2 separate regions of the Sus scrofa genome follow, and region 1 is linked to region 2. Evidence: chromatin contacts called from public HiChIP or PLAC-seq data. All regions are on one chromosome and are shown on one strand. The core of a region is the stretch at or near the end of the contact, and the rest is flanking DNA. Distances in the headings are between cores, read along the strand shown.

The links. HiChIP or PLAC-seq counts read pairs in DNA pulled down with a chosen protein or histone mark.
Region 1: a contact with region 2 is called in an H3K27ac HiChIP or PLAC-seq map of alveolar macrophages. The contact joins the enhancer-like site here to the promoter of ETV3 in region 2. A contact is called at or near these places in 1 of 5 promoter capture datasets (liver), 4 of 47 Hi-C or Micro-C datasets (alveolar macrophages, embryonic fibroblasts, liver and 1 more) and 1 of 2 datasets of contacts at active chromatin or transcription factors (alveolar macrophages).

The regions. Positions count from the first base shown.
Region 1 is chr4:93,006,638-93,012,199 of Sscrofa11.1, forward strand. It overlaps ETV3L (ETS translocation variant 3-like protein), which reads left to right. Exons shown (of 5, transcript XM_001929495.3): 4 at 1-27; 5 at 4,141-4,622. The coding sequence ends at 4,607. Among named protein-coding and RNA genes, the nearest start is that of ETV3L, 4.2 kb to the left of the region's middle. Within about 2 kb of position 4,299, at least 34 of the 83 cell types and tissues checked have an H3K27ac peak or open chromatin away from gene starts, as enhancers often do. A contact at or near this core is called in alveolar macrophages, liver and skeletal muscle, where this site is marked.
Region 2 is chr4:92,963,512-92,968,967 of Sscrofa11.1, forward strand. It overlaps ETV3 (ETS translocation variant 3), which reads left to right and starts at 1,297. Exons shown (of 5, transcript XM_021089636.1): 1 at 1,297-1,509; 2 at 3,475-3,533; 3 at 4,118-4,355. The coding sequence starts at 3,488.

The DNA of each region.
Region 1 (5,562 bases), core at 3,049-5,548, 46 kb after region 2:
AGAAGGGGAGCAGCAACAGTATCCACCGTGAGTGCTTGGGACACGGGAGGGCCCAGGGCATCTTTTTTTTTTTATTTGTTGATTTTTTGGCTGCACCCATGGCATGTGGATATTCCCTGGACTGGGGATTGAACCCCAGTCACAGAGGCAATCTGAGCCACTGCAGTGACAATGCCAGATCCTTAACCCACTGCACCACAAGAGAAGGCCCAGCCCAGGGAATCTTAAGCAGAGGAAGGGAGGACCCTCCTGACTGAGCACAAGGAAGAGGGGGCATGAGTCAAGGGATAATATGTCATGTATTCACTCAACAAACCTATGTTGTGTACCAGCTATTTATTGGGTGTGGGGTTCAGAGATGAAGGATGGCCCTCAAGATGCTTGGAGACCCATGGGGAACAGAGACAGGAGGATGGTCAGTGACCAGTGCTGAGATCCAGGGAAGCACAAGATGCTCTGGGAATGCACGTGCATTGGGGCTTCCTGGAGGAGGCTATACCTGAGCAGGTAAAGAAGATGGAGAGAGATGCCCAGGAAGAGGACAAAGCACTTGTAAAGTAAAAAAGCTGCCAGTGAGGATAGGAAATCTGAAGATCTGCTGAGAGCTTGCACCATCAGAGCTAGGCGGGTGAGGAGAGTAGGGACAAGGAGGCCAGTGAGCCATGAGGCTGGCAAGGCAAACAGATGTCCAGCCACAGAAGGCCTAGAGGTGGGACTTTATCCCATGGGCCAGCGCAGCCCTGGAGGAAGAGGCACATCCAAGTGTTTATTTTACAAAGACAACTTGAATTGTATGCAGTGTTTGGGGTGGAGGAGGCTTGCAACTGGTGTTGGGAGGCTTTTGAAGATAATCTAGGTGGGGGATGATGGGGCCAGAATGAAGGCGAGGACCGGGGGTGGAGAAGGAAGCCCAACCAAGGAGACACTGGGAAGATGCAGTTCACTCACTCATTCCCAGGCTCACTCATTCCTTCTTTCAACAGATAGTTCATGGGCTCCTGTTCAATGTGCCAGGCTCTGTCCTAGGGCTGGTGGTGCCACGGTGAGCAGGACAGCCTTTATAGAGCTTGTGGACAAGAAGGGGGGTTGCAGACATTCAGTTAATAATCCAACAAAATAGGCGTTTCTGTCCTGGGTCAGCAGAACCCGACTAGTATCCACGAGGACACGGGTTCGATCCCTGGCCTTGCTCAGTGGGTTAAGGATCCAGCATTGCTGTGAACAGTGGTGTAGATCACAGAGGTGGCTCGGATTCTGCGTTGCTGTGGCTGTGGTGTAAGCTGGCAGCTGTAGCTCTGATTACACCCCTGAATTGGGAATCTCCATATGCTATGGGTGTGGCCCCCAAAAGATAAATAAATAAATAAAGTAAACAAACAAACAAACAAATAAGATAAAAAGTATGTGCAAAGTAAAAAATAAATTAGGAAGTTCCTGTCGTGGTGCAGTGGAAACAAATCCGACTAGGAAACATGAGGTTGCGGGTTCCATCCCTGGCCTCCTTCAGTGGGTTAAGGATCTGGCATTGTCATGAGCTATGGTGTATGTTGCAGACGCAGCTCAGATCTGGCATTGCTGTGGCTCTGGCGTAGTCCAGCAGCAACGGCTCCAATTAGACCCCTAGCCTGGGAACCTCCATATGCTGCAGGTGCGGCCCTAAAAAAGACAAAAGACAAAAAAATAATAATAATTTTTTAAAAATAATCCAACAAATAGACAAGTAGGATGATTTATTTTATTTTTTATTTGGCTGTGCCTGCAGCACACAAAGTTCCCAGGCCAAGGATTGAACCTGCCATAGCTGCAACATGTGCCAGTTCCTTAACCCTCTGCACCACAAGGGAACTTATCCAACAAACAGACAAGTAATTATCACTTTGCTAACTGCTACAGAGAAGTTCAGGGTGCAGAGACTATCCAGGAAGACCTTCTTGACAAAGTGACACTTGAGCTGGGATGTCCATAGGTGCCAGCTTAGTTCAGAGGGAGGAAGGAGAGTATGTCAAGCAGAGCGAACAGAGTGTGCAAAGGTCCTGGGGCAGGAAAGAGGAAGTGGGAGCAGGCCAGTGTGGCAGTACAGAGTGATGGAGGGTGAAAATGCAGGCAGAGGCCAGCGCTTCCAGGGTTTTTGGGAAGAGGCAAAATCAGATTTTCTGGGAAAAAGATCACAGAGACACTTGGTCAACCCGAGGCTCCTCTGCAGAGGTCCAAGTCCTCTCCCTCCACTCCAGGCACTTTCATGGAAGAAAGACCTTTGGCCTTAGCCCCACTCCAGTACAGCTGGAGGCCCAGAGGTCCCACCTCCCAGAGAAAGCAGGGCAACTGGCTCTGGGCCCGGGTAAGCGCAGCTGAGGCTGTGGGCGTGGGGCAGCCCAGGGCCTGCCGGGACTCGTAGGGCCACAGGTCTGACAGCCTGGAGCAAGACAGCACCTCAAGAGCCCTCCCTGTTCTTCCACCCCCACCCACCCCTTCCCAGTTCTGGGAATGCCTTGGGCACAGAGCTTCTCTCTTTGGGAAACTATGAGGGGAAGAAAAAAAAAAAAAGTGTTCCCTGGCCAGCCCCAGCTTGGAATGAGTTATTTTGCACCTCCCTGCCCTGGCGGGTACACAGGCCCAGCCTGTGCTTGGGCCCTGCGGCACACTAAGCAGGTTTAGGTCACCAGGAGGCTAGTGGCAGCCACATGCCCCACTTCTGGAGTGGGGTTCCAGAAAGCTGTGCCAGTCCCTCACTCCAGCTTCACGCAGAGCCTTTGGTGCCAAGAGCAGAAGCTGCCTCTGGGCAGAAGAGTGGCCAGCACGACTGGGCCAGGGGCTGGGAAGCTGCAGGGCCGGGGCTTGGGGGGTGGGGGGGCGCGACCAGCACCATCTCCTCCACATGCCTGTTCCTGCTGTGGGTCTCTGACACAAACCTCCGGGGGATGTTGGTCTCCACCGCTTCTAAGGACCCAAGGAAAAGGAGAGTGATCCAGGAGAGGGTCCATTCTGCCAGGGGTCTCCCTGGTTTTCCTCATGAAGGATCGTTTTTTACTATTTCCCCCCACCTTATTTTTTGCTCTTTAGGGCTGCACTCGAGGCATATGGAGGTTCCCAGGCTAGGGGTCCAATCAGAGCTGCAGCTGCCGGCCTATAGCACAACCACAGCACTGCAGATCTGAGCAGCGTCTGTGACCTATACCACAGCCCACGGCAACTTGGGATCCTTAACCCACTGAGCTGGGCCAGGGATTGAACCTGCATCCTTATGGATACTAGCTGGGTTCATTACTGCTGCACCACGACGGGAACTCCTACCTTCCCCTTTCATAGGTCTGATTTAAACTACAAACCCAGGGCCTCACAACTAGTTTTTGCCCAACTAGACCAGAACCACAGCCATCTGCTAGAGGGACAAGTTGAGGGAAGACTTGATCCGTTGTATTACAGCAAAAAATATCTTCATCCATTTATCCAGCACCCTTTTTTTTTTTTTTTTTCTTTTTAGGGCCGCACCCGTGGCATATGGAGGTTCCCAGGCTAGGGGTCAAACTGGAGCTACCGCTGCCAGACTACACCACAGCCACAGTAACGCAGGATCTGAGCCATGTCTGCAACCTACACCACAGCTCACAGCAATGCTGGATCCTTAACCCACTTAGTGAGGCCAGGGGTCGAACCTGAATCCTCATGGTTCCTAGTCGGGTTCATTAACCACTGAGCCATGAAGGGAACTCCTATCCAGCACTTTTTTATTGAGCCCTTTAAAAATATATACACCAGGCTGGGTTGAATCCCAAGATCCAGAGTAAGACACAAACAGCTCCTGCTCCCACAGCGTTGGGCACACATATTAAATATTCGCACAAACAACTCCTGATTCTCAAGGAAGAGCCCTGGAAGAGTGTATCAGGGGGTAGGAGGCGGGTAGCCAGGGGCTCTCACCCAGGCTGGGGAGGCTCGGAGACTTCCCCCGGAAAATGACATTTACGAGGAAATCTGAAGAAGGAAAAAAAAAAAGGAAGGAACACCCGGGGTGGGGAGAGAAAGTTTCAAGCAGGAGCAAAGAGAAATGGGACATGGGTGCAGAAAGGGGGCAGCTCCAGCATTGGGCACTCGCTGATTCTCTGTCCCTTCCTCCCTCCCTCTCTCTCTCTCTCTCTGTAGGACTTGGACTTGGCTCTGCCCCAGCCCCCTGCCGGCTCGGCCCCTGCTGCCATTTGGGGAGCCCCCAAGACGAGCTGCCCAGTTTCGCCTCCTTCACCCCGCCCCTGCCACCCCCGGTCCCCTCCGACTGGCCCCGCCTCTCAGGGCCCTTCCTGCCCCCTCTCCCCGTAGAGCAGCCCTTCCCAGGATCCTGCACGCCCGACGCCCTGCTCCCAGAGCCCGCGCGCCCCCCAGCGACCCGGCATTTCCCGGGGCTCCCTCTGTTGGCCGGGCTGGCCCAGGGGGCTGGGGAGAGGCTCCGGCTCTTGTCCCTGAGGCCCGAGGGGCTGGAGGTAAAGCCCGATCCCGCGATGGATCCCAGGGAGGGTTTCTCCTCAGAAAGGCGGGGGCCCAAACCTGGAGAGGAAAACCCCGGGTCCCGCGATCTGGAGAACTTTAAAGCAGTGTGGCCCCTGGATCCTCCTTAACCGGGGCGGAAGATGCGAAGTGTGGGGGTCCTTCCAACCCCATCTCTCCTCTTGTCTACCTCCCTTCTGGCTTTGCACCTCCCCCTGGGTGGAAACAGCTTTAAGCTGCAGGAGGCTTTGAAGGGATAGAGTTGAAACCAAAGGGATGGAGGGCATGGAAGGAAAGGAGCATATGTGGGGAAGAGGAAAAGAGAGGCAGAGCGCTCCCTCCCACCAAATTGCTAATCAGGAAACTTTTTTTTTTTGTCTTTGTCTTTTGTCTTTTTTGGGCAGCACCCGGCATGTGGAGGTTCCCAGGCTAGGGGTCGAATCAGAGCTGTAGCGGCCAGCCTACACCACAGCCACAGCAACGCCAAGTCCGAACCGTGTCTGCGACCTATACCACAGCTGACGGCAACGCCGGATCCTTAACCCACTGAGTGAGGCCAGGGATCAAACCTGCAGCCTCATGGTTCCTAGTCGGATTCGCTTCCGCTGCGCCACGACGGGAACTCCAAGAAACATTGTTAATCTCCATTTTTTTTTTTTTTTTCTTTTTTTCTTTCCCCGGCCGTGCCTGCCTGCAGAAACTCCCAGGCCCAGAATCAACACAAGCCACAGCAGTGGCAACACCAGATCCTTAACCACTGGGCCCCTAGGGAACTCCCCCACTTTTTTTTTTTTTTTTTTTTTTTTGAGGGAGAGGAGAATAAAATTTCCATCATTTGAGGGACCCCATACTTGCTCACATGAGGGGGGAAATTCAGAGACTAGGTTGGGAAGGGGTCAGGAGTTGTTCTGTCCCTGAGGCTCAGGGCAACTCCTTTCTTCTCTGGGGCCCACATCCCTCATCCAGGCTGGTCTCCTGTCTCTCTGCTGCCCCTCCCTGCACCTCTCTGAGTTCTGTGACCCTGGAGCTCCTGTCCCCTCTTGTCCCCAAGACCCAGGCACCTGAGGTCAGGAGAACTGGCCCCGT
Region 2 (5,456 bases), core at 47-2,546:
ACAAACCTGACTAGTATCCACAAGGACGTGGGTTCAATCCCTGTGGGTTAAGGATACAGTGTTGCTATGGCTGTGGTGTAGGCCAGCGGCTACAGCTCCAATTCACTCCCTAGCCTGGCAATCTCCAAATGCCATGAGTGTGCCCCTAAAAAGACAAGAGGGGAAGGAAAGAAAGAAAGGAAGGAAAGAAAGAAAAGCAGTACAAAACAAAGTTTCTTGGAGTTTCCATTGTGGCTCAGCAGGTTAAGGACCCGATGTTGATGAGGACCTCTGTGAAAATGAGGGTTCAATTCCTGGCCTTGCTCAGTGGGTTAAGGATCTAACATTGCCACAAGCTGTGGTGCCTACAGCTACAGCTCCAATTAGACCCCTAGCCTGGGAATTTCCATATGCAGCGGGTGCGGCTGTAAAAAGAAAAAACAAAGTTTATTTATTCTTTTATCCCAAATTGTCCTTCAACGCTCTTTCAATTTCATTTCTTTTCTTCACTTCTGGCACACTCGTATTGTTCATTCTAATTTACTTAACCTTTACTGATCCCTACTCCTCCCTTTTTTTTTTTTTTTTTTTTTTTTCTCCTTTTGGAGTGAAACTAGGCCTGGGCATCAATCAGACATACGGGGCTAGGATGAAGATAAAGTTAAATGCTTGAGATCTCTTTACCATTAATCAACCTTAAAGGAATAAAAAATGCTTTGGGGGAGATGCTTGTAGTTGCTTGAGCAGGAACAAAAGATAGAAGAAGAAGAAAGGGATGAGGTATTCGAATGACTAGGGGAGAAGACTTGCAAGCTGATTAGACGTGGACAAATTAAGACTAAATGAAGAGGGATGGGGATCAGTGAGGAAATGTCACACTCCTCTTACAGGGGGTAAATGCCTAAGCAGGGCTCTTCAGAGAAAACCTCGCGGATTCTTTTCTAAGTATCTGAATAGGCTCTTTCTTAGAGGGTCGAGAACGCTCTCTGAGGTCTGGGGGTGCCTCTTTCCATTGTGAAGGCTCTTCTGCCTGGGAGGTCGCAGGACCCTTTCAAGGAGCAACGACAGCCCGTCTCAGCGATCTAGGGGAGGCGTTATGCCGGCGTAAGGCCCCTCCCCAGTTCGGTCTGCGAGGCCCTCCTGGCCCCGCGACAGCTGAGGCTCCCGCGCCCCCCGGCCCCCGCGGCCCGCCGCTCGCCACGAGCGTGCGTAACGTGCCCCCGCAGCGTGACGCACGCGCCGCGCCGGGGTGGCTGCGCGGGCTGCGCGGCGGGAGGAGCGCGCGCCGGGGGCGGGGTGCGGGCGGAAGTCGGCGTCTGCGGAAAGGAGAAAGGAAAGGGAGACGCGGCTGGGTGCGGCGCGGCACGGCTGGGAGACCGGCGGGAGGGCGCCGCCTCCTCCCCCGCCCTCTCCGCTGAGGATGGAAGTGACGAAAGCAGCCGAGGAGGTCACTTCCTGCTGGGGTGGATGAGGAGGAGCCGGAGACGCCGCGGAGGAGACGGGACCGAAGACGGACCGTGCCGGCGAGAGGTGAGTCCCGGCCTCGCCGCCCAGCCGCTCCCGGCCGACCTTCCGGCCTCGGCGGGGACAGCGTCCCCGCTGTCGGGGCCGCCGGGCGGTCCACGTACCAACCCGGCCGGGCCTCCCCCAGCGCGGGGGGCGGGGGAGGAGGGGGGCCCCGTGGCTGAGGGGCGACGGGGACCAAGGCAGCGTTCGTGCGGTGGCTTCGCTGAGCCTCGAGGCCACCGGGCGAAGGAGACCCGGCCGCGAGGCAGGTAGAAAGGAGATTCTGGGGGTTGCGGAAGCCGGGACCAGGAGCTGCAGCGGGGGATCCGTGGCGCCAGGCTCTGCAAGCCTCATTCTCCCTCTTTGGGGAATGGTCGCGGTCCGGGGGAGGGCGAGGGGCCTGCTGGGCTTTGCAGAGTTGAGATGAGTGACCCTACTTGGACAGAGTGTCCTCAGAGTGAATTTGCGAAAAGCATGAAGAGGCGTCTCCGGGTTCCTGCGAGGGAGGCCTTGATGGGTGAAATCGAGGAGTTGGGATGTCAGGAGAGAGCTTCCTGGGCAAGTCATTGTTTCAGCGGGGTGTGGACCCCAGAGTCGTCGTGGGTGAAGGATATTCTCGTGGCAGGATAAAGACCCGACAGAGCAATCTAGGAGTTTGCGTCCAGATCAGCTTCCTGGAGCCGTGGGGAAATTAGTGTTTTTCCTCTCTCATTGTCACAGAGATGGAAGCAGCCGGCAGAGGAAACTCCTGCCTCAGCCCTGGGGCCTTGTTATTGTGTATTTTGTGTATGTAACTGTGTGTTTGTTTATGTTTGTTTTCTCCTTCCTTTGGGGTATTTATCTCGTCCTTGTTCCCTGGTGGTTGCATAGACCGAAACTTGCTGGTCTTCTTAATATGTATGTGAGGAAAAAAATTTCAAAGGATCTAGAGGAATCCTAGGGAAGATGAAATTTCAAGATTAGGAATTTGTACCCACCCCACCCTGGGGTCACTAAGGCACCTACATTCCCGCCAGACTCCTGCTGCTGTTGGTACTGAGGGCCTGTCATTCACCCTGGGGAACTGCCTGGGTGATGGTAGATCTGCCTTCTGCCCGCATATCCCTCTGGCAGTTTTACCCTTCCCTCCTTTTTGCTAAAGGAATGACTGATACAAGGCTGCTTGCTGCTAGGAACAGGAAATTTATTAAGGAACTGTAAATCTGGATAGAATGAATTCAGATCACAGCCAGACTCCCTCCACTTGTTGAACAGAAGGTTGTCAGCAATGCCTGCGTTTTTTTTTTTTTTTCTTTCCCCTTTCTGTTCAAGGGAGAAAGTGTACATTTTTCTCTCAGGAGAAGAATCGGCAGAGTGTGTCTGTGTGTTGAGTGTTTCTTGTGTAGAGTAACTGTACATATAGTGTGTTTACTTCCTGTATCCCAGGGTGTTTTTCAAGGAGGAAGGGGTTTTCTGACTGGAAGGAGTTTTTCCTCTCCCATCTCCCGTAATTCAGTAAATCAAAGTCAGATGTTCATTCTTGAGTGGCAATCAGATGGATTTGGATTTTTTTTTTTTTTGCACTTTTCTTTAAACTGGTACATCTGGGTGAACTTAGGTTTGTGTATCTTGGCATCAGGGCCTGTCTAGTAATAGAAGACAAACTGTCTGACTTGTTTTGGCTGCCTTTTGGGACCCATTTCACCATACCCTTCCTTTTTATGTTTGAAGGGCTGGTCAAGAGAAAGAAAGCAAATATTAAAGACAGTGTGTACAATTTGTGGTTTAAAGTCAGGTGAGAGATAATTATGGCCTTTGCAGCTGATGACCTGAGGACCATCATTTGATGACTTGGGGATTAGCAGTTTGGAGGTGACACGTTTGAAGAGGGTTACATAAGGAGGGAAAGACAGGGAAAAGGAAGTTTAGGGAAAGGCTATGCCAGAAAACCTTGGGAGGATAATAAATAAATAACACCTTAAAGTAATTGATGTGGCTTGTATCTCTCAGCAGGAGGGTGAAAATGAAAGCAGGCTGTAGCATCGTGGAAAAGCCAGAAGGAGGTGGAGGTGAGCAGAAGTTAATCATCTCTGATGTACCTGGAATGTCCCTTAGTGGTTCCTTCTCTTTCCACTTGGGCTCTGTTCTCAAATGCCAGACCATACCTGACAGGCCCTTGACAGGGCGGCTACTGCTAGGACAGTTGTAGGCTTGTTTCCTATGGGTGTACATTAACATAGCCGGTCACCACACCTTTATCCCAAGCTTTAGAGCCTCTTTCCTATTAGAGACACAATTCCAGCCCAGGGGGGTAAGGTGGTATTTTCCAAACACATTATCTTTCTTGTTTGATCCCTCTAGAACTTTCATGTCCACAGAAGATAGGCATGAGGTTTAGTAAAGTCTGAAAGGGTGCGAGATTAGGACACCTGGGTGCTGCTCCCCAACTCAGATTTAATGATTGCCGCAAAGAAAGGTAACTTCTCTGCTTTCCTCTCCACTGTCGTGGTTAGTCCCAGCGGAGCAAAAGGGTGTTTGTGGCATGTTTGCACAGCACTCTAGAGCTTCTGAGCGCTGGAATGTGAAGTTGGGGGTGCTGGTATGTATGTACCCAGCTCCTGACTACCTTTATCTTGCCCTTTTCACATTAAAGGGTATCAGTTTCCTGACTGGGCCTATAAAACAGAGTCATCCCCAGGCTCCCGGCAGATCCAGCTGTGGCACTTTATCCTGGAGCTGCTGCAGAAGGAGGAGTTCCGCCATGTCATCGCCTGGCAGCAGGGAGAATACGGGGAATTCGTCATCAAGGATCCCGACGAGGTGGCCCGCCTCTGGGGCCGCAGGAAGTGCAAACCACAGATGAATTATGACAAGCTGAGCCGGGCCCTGAGGTAAGGGAAAGGATTCCCAAATCCATTGTGTTAACAGATTGGAAGGAAGGAGTCTTGAATAGTTTGGTGAATGTTAGATGAAAAGTTATCAGGTGATAAGAGATTACACTCGTGAATAATGTGTAGCTTTAAAGTGGGAGTAGAAGAGCTGTTGAGTAGCGCAGGCACAGGAGGAGAAAAGGCATATCTTTGGTTATATGTAGGAGGGAATTCCAAAGTGGCTGGCACTGGATCCTGACAGACAGCCGATTCTGCTTCTGTAGTGGGCGAGAGTGTGTGGTGAAACATGGATTGAAGCTCATTTATAATCCAAAGAAATAGTTTAGACTAAGTTTGCTCAGGTTCTCTTTTCCCCTTGTCTTTTTTTTTTTTTTTTTTTTTTTTTTTTTGCTTTTTAGGGCCGCACTCGTGGCATATGGAGGTTCCCAGGCTAGGGGTTGAATCAGAGCTGTAGCTGCCAGCCTACACCACAGCCACAGCAATGCAGGATCTGAACCGCGTCTGCAACCTACACCACAGCTCAACAGCAACGCCAGATCCTTAACCTGCTGAGCAAGGCCAGGGATCAAACCTGCAACATCATGGTTCCTAGTCAGGTTGGTTTCCACTGTGCTACTCCAGGGGCCAGAAGGACGTTTATAACCTGTGCCATTGAATAGATTCAAGGCTAAAGGTTCTCAGTACATTGAAATTCCTCTGCCTTCCTTCCTTCTTAGTGAGCCTAAATGTAAAATCTGGGCAGCAGCATCACTGAAGCCTCTTACTTCTATTTGAAAGTGAAGTAGGCCGAGCTGACTGCTGTTTTCTTCATCACGGTGTACCATTGTTTGACCTGCCACCAGAAAAGAGTTCTACATTCCTTCATCTATGCCTTGAGCTCAGGCCTGCAGACTTCCCACATCAGGTCTCCGAAAAAATTTGTCTCCCCCTGCCTGGGCAAGGCAGAAAAGAGAAACTAGCCAGTGACCTATGGTGGAACAGGAAGGAAATGGATTAAAGAATTGAAACCATAGAGAGATGAAGAAGAAAGGTGGTTGGGGCTAGGATAGGTGTTCAGGATCTCAGCGCTGTCTTTTGTAAAAGTCTATACAAGGACTAGAT